2 separate regions of the Triticum aestivum genome follow, and region 2 is linked to region 1. The links are chromatin contacts, called in public Hi-C maps. All regions are on one chromosome and are shown on one strand. The core of a region is the stretch at or near the end of the contact, and the rest is flanking DNA. Distances in the headings are between cores, read along the strand shown.

Region 1 (7,355 bases), core at 2,507-5,006:
ATCAACATGGGATCTTGTTTTGAAGATCTCGACGCGAGGAATCCAACGGTGAAAGTGGTTCGAGATTTGGACGCATGGTTTGAAAGATAAAACGTTTTGAATAAATGGATCTATGAAAAACTGGAAAAATTCCCAGGTTGCTCCAGGTTGCGACAAACGTTTTGAACAAAGCGCGAGAGCCACTTGTCGCAACCTGAGGATTTGGAGTGATTTTTGCAACGAGTACTCCTCAACTAGTGATTTCAGTAAGTGTCTCTTCCGTTTCGCATGAAGCTTTTGGCCCGTACCTTTAGCTATTGGGCCGCCCGTTTTTGTCTATTTTTTTCTGCGCTGGGTTCGATCAATCAGTCAGTTCGCAAGTTCGCCAGCATCGCCCTTTTTTTTGTTTATTTTTTCTATTTCATTTCCCCCTTTTTTCTTTGTTTCTTCACGGTTTTTTTGGTTTTTCTACTTTCTGCATTTTCACTGGTTTTCTTCGTTTCTTTTTTGGTTTTCACTGATTTTTTATTTGTTTCTTTCTTGGTTTTCATTGCCTTTTTTCTTTTGTGACTTTCATTTTTGGCTATTTTATATTTTTATTTGTTTTCAGAGGTTTTCTTTGTTTCTTTATCGGTGTTTCTCTGTTTCCGTTCTTTTGAATTTGTTTCTTCGGGGTTTTCATCTTCTCTGAATTTGTCATTTTTCATCTGGTTCAAGAACACATGTTAACTTTTTTTTGTACACATTCAACATTTTCTGTATACATCTGAAACATTTTTTATATACAGTGTTAACATTTTTTAGTTACATTATTAGCATTTTTCAGGAATTATATTTTTTGATGTCTACTTTTTCCCATACACATTGCACAATTTGTGTATGTATGCAATACATGTTTAACATTATTCATATAAAGGATTAATATTTTTTTAAATACGTGGTCAACATTGTTGCTACACACATTTAACAGTTTTTTAAATGATTTACTAACATTTTTCTAAAACATGATCAATATTTATGCACATTACTTTTTTTCAAATGGTTAACTAAGATTTTCAAAATACAAGATTAATATTTTCATAATATATGGAAAATATTTCTTCTATACACTTTTAACATTTTCAACAAATCCCCTATGTCTCGCATTCAACAAGATAGAGGGAACCCTAGCTGAAGGTTTGGTGCCATGAGTTGGGCAAGCCCAGACCTGCATGAAACAAAACCTCGTTTTCTGTTTTTTTTCAGGTTTTTTGATTTTGTTTTTGATTTATTTTAGCTTTGCATATACTTCCAATTATTTTAAATATACGTATTTAAAAAATAACTCTATGTTAAAATTTTGAAAAATGTTGACCACGTATATGAGAAATGTTTAAAAAAATTAATCAAGCATTTCAAAAAATGTTGAACAAGTGTTTGAAAAATGTTTAACAAATATTTGGACGAAGTTAAATGTGTAAAGAAAAAGTGTTGACAATGTATTAAACATTGATGATTTTTTTTATCATCAATATTTTTTTTAATCAAGCATTTAACAGATGTGGAAAAAGTATTTGAAATTTGTAAAATGTTTATAGGAAAAATATTGACTATATACTTAAAAAATGGCGAATTTTTTACCATGTATATAAAATTGTTAAACAAGTATTTAAAAATGTTAGTCAAGCATTTGATAAATGTTAAATGTGTTAGTAAAAATGTTGACCAACTGTTATATGTTGACCAAATGTGTTAGTAAAAATGTTAGTATTGCCTTGAGAAAATGTTAATCAAGCATTTGAAAAATATTATATGTGCATAGAAAAAATTGTAACCTTGTATTAGAAAATGTTAATCTTGTATTTGAAACATGTGAATCAAGCATTTGAAAAAATTTAGAAGGGTGTATAGAAATAATGTTGACCTTGTATTAAAAAAATGTTAATCTCGTATCGAAAAATGTGAATCAATCAATTAAAAATGTTTAAAATATGTACAGAAAAAACCAAATATTGACCACGTATTAAAAAAATTAAATTTTTATTGGAAAAAATTTAAGCATGTATTGGGAAAATATTGTTGACATATAAATAAAAAGTAGAGTAAAACCAAAAGAAACAAAGAAAAAAAATGAAAACTAAAAAGAAACAAACTGAATAAAATAAAAAGAATATGAAAAAACCAGAAGAAACAAATGCAAAATAATTTAGTAAACAAAAAACGATGAAAACCAGAAATAAATAAATAAAAATTGAAGAAAGAATGAAAATAAAAAACCAATGAAAACCAAGAAAAAACGAAAAAATAACAAACCGGTGAAAATAGGCAAAGAAAGGAAGAAAACCGTTGGAAAAGCAAAGAAAACAGAAGAACAAAAAAGCAGTTAAAAAACACAGTAAAGAGAAAGAAAAAGGAAAAAGAAATGAAAAAAACGGGAATAAACCACCACACCGAGCTTGGCAAACGAACTTGCGAAGGAAAAAAAGCAGATAGAACTGGGTCGGTGTAGTCACTACAACGCGGGGCAAAAAGCTTCAGTGAGACGAAAGGGTCACTCGCTTAATGCGAGGTACAGTGCTCGCAGGGTGTGCTGTGTCTCCTCCCAACGCGCAGCAAGCGGTATAGAAGGTCCTGAGACGAGCCTCATCTTGGGCAGCGCATTTTTTTAGGGACTGGGCAGCGCGTGGGATGCCATAGCCGCATCCGGCTTGCCTGCTCCCTTTCCATATTTCCATCCGTGCTCCCACTTCATCCTACGGCTGTCATTTTTTCCTTCTCCTTTCTAATCTAATCATCTCCCCCCTGATTTTAAGAGGGTGGGGCCGGGCCTTATTTTGTTCCAATCAAATCAAGTCATGTACGCGGGAGCACGGATGGGAGCACGCGCAGGGAGCAGGCAAGTCTCGTCCGCCATAGCCGGCCACATCACCCTCGTTTCCACCTTAGTGTTACCTCTTCTCCTAGGATCGACTTATACAAATCATGTTTTCAGCCGACAGATGATAAGCAAATGAAAACCACTCGTTTTCAACTGACTGTTATTTTCTCTTGCGTAAGCCGCATCCCATGCTCGCCACATGTCCAGGTAGGGCCCGCACACCGTATCTCCTTTCTAATCTTTGTCCTGACCGAAGCTCCCAGCCACACTCGTTCTTTTCTCCTATCCGTGCGTTGACCCCAACCTTCACCTGAAACCTCTTCTGGATCTAACGTCACCATATGGACTTTCTGCGATGGCCAACGACGATGCTGCGATGAGCAATAACGACACTGCATCCCTCTACCGCAACAATTTGTGACCACCACTGCTGCAAGGCTTCCGCAATGCGCCCCTTCCCAGTATGCACAGCTGCGTTGCAGCAGTCAGCGTGCTGCATGCGGGGGCGTCTGTACTATGAGCTGGATTCATGGAGGCACCCCATGCTATGAAGTGGGCCGGGTGTTGTAGGCGCCATCCCACTCCTAGCCCAATGCTTCGAGGGACGCCACCATTGTGCAACTAGCCCTTGCTGTGAGGGCCACCTGCACGAGCCGGTGTTTGGGAGGTGGCGCCATGCTGTGAACCGGATGTTGAGGAGGCGCTGTTGTGCTGCGAGGGGGTGCCGCCACCGATTTTTTTCTGCCGTGTTGCTAGCCGATGCTACGAATATATGGTCGGAGCTGCGAAGGGAGGTTGTTGTGCTTCTAGTGGGAAGCCGCTTCGATGTTTTACGGGGCGCACAGGGTGGGGGAGGGGGGCTACCAGCGTCAGCAAAGGAAAAACCTGGGTGGGAAAGGGCGGGATGCGTTGACCAATCCAACGGCTACGGGGATTGGATCCAACGGCATGGGAGACAGCTGATTATTCCTCCTCAACAGCTGGTTGGCGCCTAGCGCCCCCCATTAGCAAATGTGGTTTCTTTTTCTTATTTGTCGGGATATCATGCCCATCATTTCCCCTTTTCTCTTTCCTTTTTGCCGGGAGACCATACCCATCATTTTCCATTTCTTCCTCGCATCATAGTTATATAAGCGACCGGGTACATACGTGACATTTTACACATGGACACTGGTTACAGCGTGACGGCTCTATGGTGTGAGATGCGCGTCGGCGTCACACGTCCATCTTTTGCGCCGTCACCATGGCGCGGCGCTGCATCGCTGATCGTGTGGCGCGAACTGCGGCGCCGGTGGCGCTGCAGTAAGACCGCACCCCGCTCACGTCCCGTAGTTGCGATATCATCACCCTTGCTGGTCGATCACGTACAGTACACACGTTACGTGAATCTGCATGCTTTACCTGTGAGGTCGTTCGGACAAGACGTACGACGACGATGAGCAATTAGCTGCTGCCGGCCGCCGTGTGATCTTGCAGGTTCTACCTGATGGCGACGAGTATGCGGCCCCGGCGGCGACAGCAGCAGCGGCGTACCGTGGTGAGGACAGGCGTACACCGTCGGGAAAACCGGGTACCGAGGGGGCATCATCGCCGGAGCCTGCAAGCCCGCCAGTTGCATGCAGGACGGCGCAAAGATTGGCGTCGTCGTCGGGCTGGCCGACATCACCTGAACGCATGCCAAGTGAAACTAGTTCTCTGCCTACTTTTTGGACGTACAGCACATAGGCTTTCAAACGCGGTCAAGAAAAAGGAAGAAACGCGAAAAGATATGGGTATAGATATATACCTGCACTTGGTGCTGGAGTGATTTCATGTACTTGATGACCTCCTCCAGCGTCGAGACCTTGTCAGTCTGATGAAAAAAAGTCGCATATAGGTCATATGTACATACCCATCAAAACTACTCCATGCATACGCACTTCATCTTAATTTTGTTTGGGTCTAATTTTTTTTTGAGCGTACTGTTTGGGTCAAAATTAGTGTAAGAAATTTTAATCATGGCATTCTAGTATAAATGGATAGAAATACAAATTAGGAAATGATTTTCGAAAGTACTACTAGTGTTATTACCTTACTGCACCTGGGAATCAGTTGCTGTAAAGTCCTCATCTTGTCGTTGATCTTGTCCCGCCGCCTCTGCGTGCATGCATGCAAACTAAGCCAACCATATCTATACATCCGGCGAACGTATACGAACTCCTGATATGTGCATTTCTTACCTGCTCTGCAGCTTTTCCCGAACAAGACCGTCTCCGGCCGCTGCTCAACTGCCCACGTCTGCCCTCGGCTGCTCCACCCGCTGCCACGCTGGCGGTTGGCGTGCCCACGGTGGCGGTGCCGCCGCAGCTTCTGGGCGCAGTGTTGCCTCCCTCGGTCGTTGTCGCGGTCGCAGCGCCCCGCGGCTTATGGTCATCAGGAGCCTCCTGCTCGTAGATCTGGCAGAGCCATGACGCCATCTCGGCGTCGCTCACGACCACTTCCCCAGATGGGTTGCCTGCGGTATAGTACGTTGGCAGAGGAGACGACGGCGGAAAGTTTTCGTGGGCGACGGAGCTTCCCGCGCCACCGCCGTCGTCCACTTGAAGCAGCAGCAGCTCGAGTAGCTCGGGGCTGCAAAGTTCCGTCATGATCACACTCGCTCCCCTGAACAATGAACAAAACCAGATGTACGGCACTCACGTGAAGTTGTAGTCGTCGAGCGCGCGCAGGTCGTCGTCAACCCCAGGGAATCCCTGGCACTCCGGCACCTCGTAGTCCATCAGCTCCCTGTCGGTGGCCTTGCTAGCTGACCTAGAGGTTGACTTGGAGAACGATGAGACAGAGAGGGGCGCCGGGCGGAAGGTATATATAGAGCGCGCGACGTCCTAGACTCCTTGCAGATCCGCCAGCTAGGCTGGTATAGTAGGGTAGGGTGCACTTGGTGAAGCCAGTACAAATTTGAGCGTTTAGTGGCGTGCGGCGTCGACGGGCTACAGCTGCATTTCTGTGTGCACGGCAAGGCGGTTTGCTGCTCGTCGGCGGCATCGGTATTACATCAACGCAGCCGTTGTGGCGGATGCATGCATGCATATGCACCTTCTGTCGGACGTTGGCCGGCGGGCGCATCCGAAGCGGTGGTCTGATTCGCCACCATTCTGTTTTGTCGACGCGCGAGAGCATTCTTGTGGAGGAGACGACGACGCGTACGGACTACGGAGCAGCTGGTGGGACGTGGGAAGCAAGAAAGAAATTTTTGGAACTGACAAGGGACGCTATAGCCTTGTGTTTGCCTAGGGAGGGATCATGGTTGTGCTGCCGATCGACGTGGACGAACGGATGCCCGTACTCTACCTAGGAATTAGCACTGCGCAGAATCCCAAAGAAATTGCAGTCCAGTTCTTTGTGTGTTGAGATGATTGTATGAGCTGTCTATTGAAATGTGTATAATAATAATATCCTAGAATAAAACTGTATGATCATGGTTGTGCTGCCGACGCGGACGTGGACGAATGGATGATGCGTCATACGTATACATGACCTAGAGTAACTCTACCAGAGTCTCTTCCGAGTGGCATAATAACCACCCATATATCGATTTTGGCCCAGACCATATATGGCCCATAATAACCACCTGATATCTATGGTCACCCACGTGCACTACTGGAATCAGCTTCTTTGCCGTCCGCCATGGCAGACGGCAAAGGCATAGATCCCGGACAACAAACTTCTTTGCCGTCCGCCAGCAGACGTCAAACTGTCTGTCTGAACAGGTGCCAGCAAAGGCCTTTTTTGTCGTCCGCTTCCTAGAAACGGACGGCAAATGATTGTGCCGTCCGCCATCTGAGACCAGCAGATGGCAAAGACAACAGACGACAGTGGGGTGGCGTCAAAGCCGTTAGGGGTTAACGGCGCTCTTTGCCGTCAGCCAGCGGACGGCACTGAGTCGAAGCTCTTTGCCGTCTGCTGACGGAAGACAAAGAGCTCAGTTAGGCCATCACTGGGAAGCTATCACGTGGCCAGCTATGCCGTCTGCCAGCAGACGACAAAGATCCAAAGGTCTTTGCCGTCCGCTGGCAGACGGTATAGCTGACCAAATAGGCAGCCAGTGTTTCCAGTGTCTACAGGTAGCTGCCACGTGTCCTCTTTGCCGTCTGCTAGCGGACCGCAAAGAGGCTATGCTAGCAGACGGCAAAGAGGCTATATATCCCCTGTTTTTAGTTATATCCATTTAATTTCATTGGAATTCACACACAGATATACATATTTTTTTCACAGGCACACAAGACATATGATGTATCTTCATGTATCCAACACACAACTCCATCTATGACAACATTCTAGTCTTCTTCTCCTTCTTCTTCTTCTAGTCTTCTTCTCCTTCTTCTTCTTTTCTTCCTATTCCTTCTTTTCTTCCTCTTTCTTGATTTCCTTCATCTTATTATGTCATTTGTGGACTAAATAGGCTAAATTATGTCATAAATGGACTAAATAGGCTAAATAAGAAGAAAAAAAATGCCATTTTTGAGCTAACGTAGCAAAT
Region 2 (7,355 bases), core at 3,439-5,938, 550 kb before region 1:
TTCACACAATCACAGTGGACCTAAGAATGGCAATGGGAATGGAGGAAGCAACAGTCAGAACCGTTCCAACCCCGCAACACCAGCCAAGAGGGATCTGATCACATTACTTGTTTCAAGTGCGGGAAGACCAAACACTATGCCACTGAATGTCCTAAAGCAAATAATGGAAATGGCAATGGAAGTTCTGCAAAGAAGCCTAACCCCTTCACCAAAGGTCAGGTGAACCACGTCAGTGTGGAGGAGATTGAGGAGCAGCCCGACGCAGTTGTCGGTAAGTTTTTGATTAATGCATTTAACTCAGTTGTTCTTTTCGATATTGGTGCATCGCATTCATTCATATCAAAGGGATTTGTGGACAAGTTTAAGTTGCCAACCGTAGCCCTTAAGTCACCTATGTTGGTAAGTTCCCCAGGAGCAGAGTATATGGCTAATAGGGGATGTTATCAGTTGCCGATAACCATAGGTAGACATGTTTTCCCCACCGACCTTATTGTCCTGGAGTCACAAGGATTGAATGTGATACTAGGCATGGATTGGCTATCCAAGTTTGAAGGGAACATTGATTGCACCAGTAAATCAATTATACTCACCACCCCAGAAGGAAAGAGGATCAAGTACGTGTCTAGGCATGCACCAAGGATGACACAGGTGAATTCACTATCTGGAGTTGTTCAGGAGGAAGTACCAATGGTGAAGAACTATCCCGATGTATTTCCGGAGGAGTTGCGAGGCATGCCACGAGATCGAGATATTGAGTTTTTGATTAAGTTATTGCCAGGCACTGGACCAATATCCAAGAGACCGTATCGGATGGCCGCAAATGATCTCATCCCGTTGCATATTAACAGATTAAGGAGTTACTAGAGAAAGGTTATATTCGACCGATCTCATCGCCTTGGGCAGCCCCAGTGCTTCCAGTTGAGAAGAAGGATTGACCTTTAAGGAAACTACATAAATCGTCATGGATGAGCAAGGCGAGATTAGGCCCCAAAACGGTAGCCCACTTATGACAGGCCGAAAGGGATTGTCACGGAAACCGTCACGAATTGGGGAGCTGTGTCTAGCCTTTCTTTTTATATATACAATGTCCGAACCATCATGGATGACTTTTGCTGATGTGTCTTGTATTCCCCTTGTATGGCCCATATGTCAGTCTGATGCAGTAATAAAAAATAAAAATAAAACGAATGCAGTAATAAAAAATAATTTTAAAAAGAAAAAAAGAGCCTTAATCTCGCCCACAAGTTATGTGTATATACTTACGGTAAAATGGTTCGATTCGGAGTGACATATGGACCATACAAGGGGAACACAAGAAACATCACGAGGATTTTAAAAATAATTTTTAAAAGGAAAAAGAACCTCCCGAATCTAGTAATATTACTTTAAGTATATACACATAATTTTGCCTCCAAAAAATCACATAACTGCCTGCTTATGACTGGACTGACACTGTGACTCATATGGGAGTTATTTACAGATAATCATGCATATTAACACAACTCCCTATAACCCAACCTGTTGGCACGTCAGTGCACAGTATAAGTGTAGGTCCCACATGTCAGTATATGATAGAGAGAAAATAATTTCAAAAATTTGGGTGTAGGAAGAGATTCGAGTCTAAGACGTACTACCTCCGTAGGAATAGAGGAAGTACATGTAATGTTAGAGCCGGAATTTCCTATTTGCCGCTCGTTCCGTCAAACTGCCGGCGCTTCGCACCCGCGAGCGACCGAGCAACGACGCAACGGGCCGGCCCGTTCCAGCGCTCCCGGTTTCCGGTTTTGGGAACCTTCTAGAGGTTTCCAGCTGGTTTTTTCCGGTTTTGGAAACCTTCTAGAAGGTTCCTGAATCGGTTTTTTATTTTCCTTTCTTTCTCTATTTCTGTATCATTTTTACTTTCTTATTTTATTTTTGTTTTTCAAGTTTATGTTTTCTTTTTCAAAAAAATGTTCGCCTTTCTAGGAAAATGTTTGCACTTTTACAAAAATGTTCAGAACTTGAAAACAATTCGTGTTTTCAAATTTTGTTCACAAATTCAAAAACTGTATGCATTTTTCAAAAATTGTTCGGAATATTCAAAAAAAATATGTGTTAACAAAATTGTTAAGAATATTTTTGTTCAACCTTTTGCCAACTTTTAAAAAAATGTTCGGGATTTCAAAAAATGTTTCGGTTTCAAAAATTGTTCGCAATTTTAAAAAAAGTTCGGTATATTCAATACTTTGTTCGGTCCCAAAAAAGATGTTCGAATTTTTTTGTTCAGGTTTCGAAAAACATTTCATTCTTTTCAAAAAATGTACAAAATTTTGTTTGTGTTTCCAAAATTTGTTCGGAGTTTCAAATTTTGTTCGTGATTTTCAAAAAATGTTCACATTTCCAAGTTTGTTCATTTTTTCAAAAAATTGTGGGACTTCACATTTGTTCCCATTTTTCAAAAGTTGTTTGTATTTTTTTATAATTTGTTTGTGTTTTCAAAAAATTGTTCGCAGATTCAATAAATGGTCATCTTTTCAACTTTTTGTTTAGAAATTTCAAAAAATGTTCCTGTTCTTAAAATTGTCCATGTATTCAAAAATTTTGTTTGGAGTTTCAAAATATGTTTGCGTTGTTTAACAAATGTTCAAACTTTGAAACATTACTTACCTTAAAATTTGTTCTCAAGATTCAAAAAATGTCCATGGTTGAAAAAAAAGTTGGCGCTTCCAAATTTGTTTTCAAGATTCAAAATTGTTCGTGCTTTGAAAAATTTGTTCAAAAATTCCAAAAATGTTCATGTCTTCGAAAAATGTTTTGGAAAATTCGAAATGTTTGGGTTTTCAATTCTATTCTGTTTTTCAAAAAAGGGTTCGCAAATTTGAAAAATGTTCTCGTATTCAATTAATTTGTCCATTAAAAAATGAAATTACGAAAATGTTCTAATTTTAAAATTATTGTTCACAAATTTTGAAGTAGTCGCATTTAAACAAAATGTTCGCAATTTCAGTTTTCTTCCTTTTTTATTCCAAAAAAATGTTTACGCTTTCACACAATGTTCTAATTTTTAAAATTTTGTTCACAAATTATAAAATGGTTGTGTTTCAGAAAATATTTACTTTTGCCAAAAGAATTCACGTTTGAATTTTTTTAAGTATAGCCTTTGTCGCGGTTTATAGTTCATATTTGTTGGGCTACCTTTTTTGGACGAAATCTTAGAAACTATAGTGGCTACCTACTTGTGTTGACAGGTGCCTCGCTCACACCTTGGTTCATCGTAATTTTGCGTATTCAGATTTTATGTTTTCTCGCTACTGTTAATTTCTTTAGGTTCGCGCTGCGAATTTACCATAAGAAGTAGCTAGTTGGGGCGGCTAGCTCATCGCGCTTAGCAATAGGAAGTCTCGGGTTCGATTCCAGTAGCCCTTTTCCTTTTTTGCAATTTTTAACCTACGAATGTGGCGCACCCGCAATATGGGCCGGCCCAGCCAAGCTGCTTGTGTGCGAAAAGCCGACTGCTTGCCACAGCGAGCGTCCGATTTTTAAATTCAAAATAAATTTCTTTTAACTGAGAACAATTTTGAAAAGGAGAACATTTTTTATATACATGACCAAACAGTTGAAACGGAAACTTTTTTCTAGTGCTTCGTACATTTTTTGAAAGTGCGAACATTTTTTATATAGGTGAACGTTTTTCAGCTGCGTAAACTGAACATGATTTCAAAAACTAAGAACATTTTTTGTAAAACAAGAACATTTTTTCATACATGAACAAAAATTTGAAAATAAGAACAATTTTTGAAATTTGTGAACAATTTTTTTGGAATTGGTGAACAAAGTTTGAAAACGGGGACAACTTTTTAAATTCAGAAAAAATTTCTTTTAACTGAGAACAATTTTGAAAAGGAGAACATTTTTTATATACATGACCAAACAGTTGAAACGGAAACTTTTTTCTAGTGCTTCGAACATTTTTTGAAAGTGCAAACATTTTTTATATAGGTGAACATTTTTCAGCTGCATAAACTGAACATGATTTAAAAAATAAGAACATTTTTTGAAAATTTTGAAAAAGAAGAACATTTTTTAAAGCATGAACAAAATTTTGAAAAATAAGAACACTTTTTTAAATTTGTGAACAATTTTTGAAAGCAGGCACTTTTTTAAATCAACGCACTTAATTTTCAAATTTGTCAAAAAATGAATAAAAATTATTTGAACAATTTTTGAAAAAACAGGAACATTTTCTGAAAATTCAGAACAAAAATTTGAAAGCAGGAACATTTTTTAAATTTATGAACAAATTTTGTGAAATGGGAACATTTTTTGAATTTTTGAACAAAATCTGGAAAACAGGAAAAAAACTGAAATTCGGATTTTTTTTGAAAATAAACTTGAAAAGAAAAAAATGAAAAGGAAAAAGAAACAGAAAAAAGGAAACTGAAGAAAAGAAAAAAGTAAAAGAAGAGAAATAGAAAAACGAAAAACGAAAAAGAAACTGAAAAAGAAAAAGCCGGTTCAGGAACCTTCTAGAAGGTTCCCAAAACCGGAAAAAAACCGGCTGAAAACATCATAGAAGGTTCCAAAACCGGGGTCTGCTGTAACGCTAAACGGGCCGGCCCACTCGGTCGCTTCCTCGCACCTGCCCTGTGCGAAGCGCCGACTGCTTGCCGCAGTGAGCGTCCAATAGGAGTTCCCGTTAGAGCCCTGCAAGCTAACAAACCAACTAGCGGTAATGCAGTACCTTTTTTTAAGACTACACATATCGCTCGCTTTCACGAGCATGTGGGCTGGCCCAGTACTGCACGTTACTTTTTTTCATACATATTGTATCTTCTAAGGATTTTCTTTATGCATATTCTACTTGGTTTTTTATTTTAGTTTATTTTATTTTATCTAGTTCATGTTTATTTTTAAATTTATTTTTTAACAAATAAAATTGTTGTGTATTTTAAATTTTATTCAATCTCATTATATTTTAGCTTGAAGAGGTAAACATGATTATTTTTAAATGTGTGTGGATTTTAAAAAAGGAAATGTAAAATATATATTCATTCCATACTACAAGCACACACAATTATTGTGTATCATGATCGTATTTCTAAACTACAAACTACTAAAAAATGACAACATGTTCAGCGTATTTTTATAAAATGGTTATATTTTTGCCCAATTATATGACCAACTACTGGTTTTCATATATTTAGTTTTCAAATTCGTTTTTACTTTTCCTTTTGGCTTTTCCAATTGAAAATAAATGTAAGAAAAGTCCAAAATAATTACCAATACACAATTATTGTGTATTTGAATCTTTATTACATTTCATTATATAGTTAACTTGAAGAGGTAAACAAAATTGTTTTAAAAACTTATGTGATTTTTTAAAGTACGTCCTTCACTCATGACCACAAGCACCCACAATTATTGCGTATATTCATTGTATTCTTGAAAAACATACAATTACTAAAAGCAGTGACAGCATGCATTTTTTTTAACTATAATACATTGTAGAAATGTATTAAAATTATTTGAGCATTTTCTACTTGTTGAACATTTTTTAAAATACACGTTGTCAATTATTTCAAAGCATGATTGTTTTTCAAAAATACATCCACAATTTTTAATACAAGCGATTTTTCAAAAAACATTTTGAATGCTTTTTTCAAATGCACAAACACTTTTTTTTGGTTGTCTTAGTTAAATGTTGTGGTCCGACTCATGCTAAACTAATAAAAAGGCTACCACCCAAGACTCGGGCCCTCGACCTCACGTGTCCCAAACTAGTTGCTTACCATTTCGATCATCTCCAGAAAAGAATTTAGGTTCCAAGAGATAACAGGTGAGGTTTGGAGGCGAATCGACCACTGCTTCATCAGTTGGCCTTGATTTTTTTTTTCTACACTCAACATACACCATTGCACGATCCATGTGAAAGATGAGCATTTTTTGGGGGTCTGTGTGCTATATGTAAGTCATTTAGTGCATTTCTAGGAATTTAATGAATATAATTCAATTTTAAACTACATTTGAATAAAAAAGTTGGTACAAATTATTTGAGAAATCATATATGTGTTCTAGAGTCTATGTTTTGGCCCTATCCAAGAAAATGAAGAAATTCCAAACACAAGGGTGCCAAGTCTTAACCCTGAAGATGGAGTTTATTGTTTTGTAATTCTGGAAAATACAAATGAAGTCTGAAAAATATTGGCATGGTGCCCTCATATCATATAACCTCCAGAGGTTGTAGTAAAATGTTGAAAAGGTTTCACAAAATTTATGACATACACTGCACGCAAGCCGGAACATCTTTGATGAAAAAACATGGTTTCGACGAGGAACGATCTGGGTTTGATGGCAAAGTTCTAGTTGGTACCTCGTTTGACAATGAAACTTTTTCTACACTCAAAGATACACCACTAAGAATATATCTATTGTAAAGGAAACGACCGGCAATGTTTTTGACCTTACTTGATATATATGTAGGTCGAACTGGAATTCATTTCAGTTGACATGCGGAAATTCATTTTATGGAATATCCCACAAAACAACTTCCATGTAGAATCTTACATTAAAATTTTATTGTGATATACTCACTTCGCCCCGTAATATAAGAGCGTTTTTGACACTACACTAGTGTAAGAAAACGCTCTTATATTACGAGACGGAGTGAGTATATGATAATTCTTTTTTGAAGTTATTCCTTTTTTAGGTTTTCGAAGCGACCCTAAAAGGATGCCTTATTTGGTTATTTGAATAATTGAAAAAAAAAATTGAATTCGTGGCCGGCCTCACTATCAACAGAGGCCCACTAGAGTTTCCAGCCAAAGTGGCGATCCAGCGTGAGGGCAAAGCTGCGTTGTGATTGGCTGATCTAAGCATCCCACGGATTGCAGATCCAAACCGTCTATTCCCCTAGGATCCAACGGCAAGGAAACCTCTTATCTTGCTTGTGTTTTCTTCTGTCCAGCACGAGACAGCCCGCTTCTCTTCCACCGGGAGGAAGTGGATCTCGGTCGCCCCCTCCAGATCCTCCACCCACCGCCACCAGTCCTCCACCTTACCCATCCATGGCCACCTCCACTTCAGTAAGGAAAAGGGTGGCAGCTGACGCAACCTCGCCATCCATGGCCATCTTCCCTTCTGCATCCCGCAACCACCGCGTTGGTAGCTGCCGCGACCTCTTCATCCATGATGATCTTCCCCTCTGCATCGCACAACGACCATGTGCCGCCGGGACGTTAGCCTCGTCTCACAGGCGGTGACGCCCCTGAAGGCGGACCTGTAGTGCACGTGGCACCGACGGAGTTGCTGCAGATGGTGCCCATATTGCTGCAAGGAGCGACCAGGTCCCTCGTGGCCTCGTGGGCGTGCAGAGGCTG

What was found. A called contact is a pair of places that touch in the nucleus more often than the background predicts.
Region 2: a contact with region 1 is called in a Hi-C map of leaf, with 4 times the contacts expected there. The contact joins two enhancer-like sites. A contact is called at or near these places in 3 of 5 Hi-C or Micro-C datasets (all in leaf).

The regions. Positions count from the first base shown.
Region 1 is chr4B:606,718,607-606,725,961 of IWGSC CS RefSeq v2.1, reverse strand. No RefSeq gene overlaps it. Among protein-coding and RNA genes, the nearest start is that of LOC123093534, 390 kb to the right of the region's middle. Within about 2 kb of position 3,756, at least 1 of the 8 cell types and tissues checked has an H3K27ac peak or open chromatin away from gene starts, as enhancers often do. A contact at or near this core is called in leaf, where this site is marked.
Region 2 is chr4B:607,266,309-607,273,663 of IWGSC CS RefSeq v2.1, reverse strand. No RefSeq gene overlaps it. Among protein-coding and RNA genes, the nearest start is that of LOC123089378, 240 kb to the left of the region's middle. Within about 2 kb of position 4,688, at least 4 of the 8 cell types and tissues checked have an H3K27ac peak or open chromatin away from gene starts, as enhancers often do. A contact at or near this core is called in leaf, where this site is marked.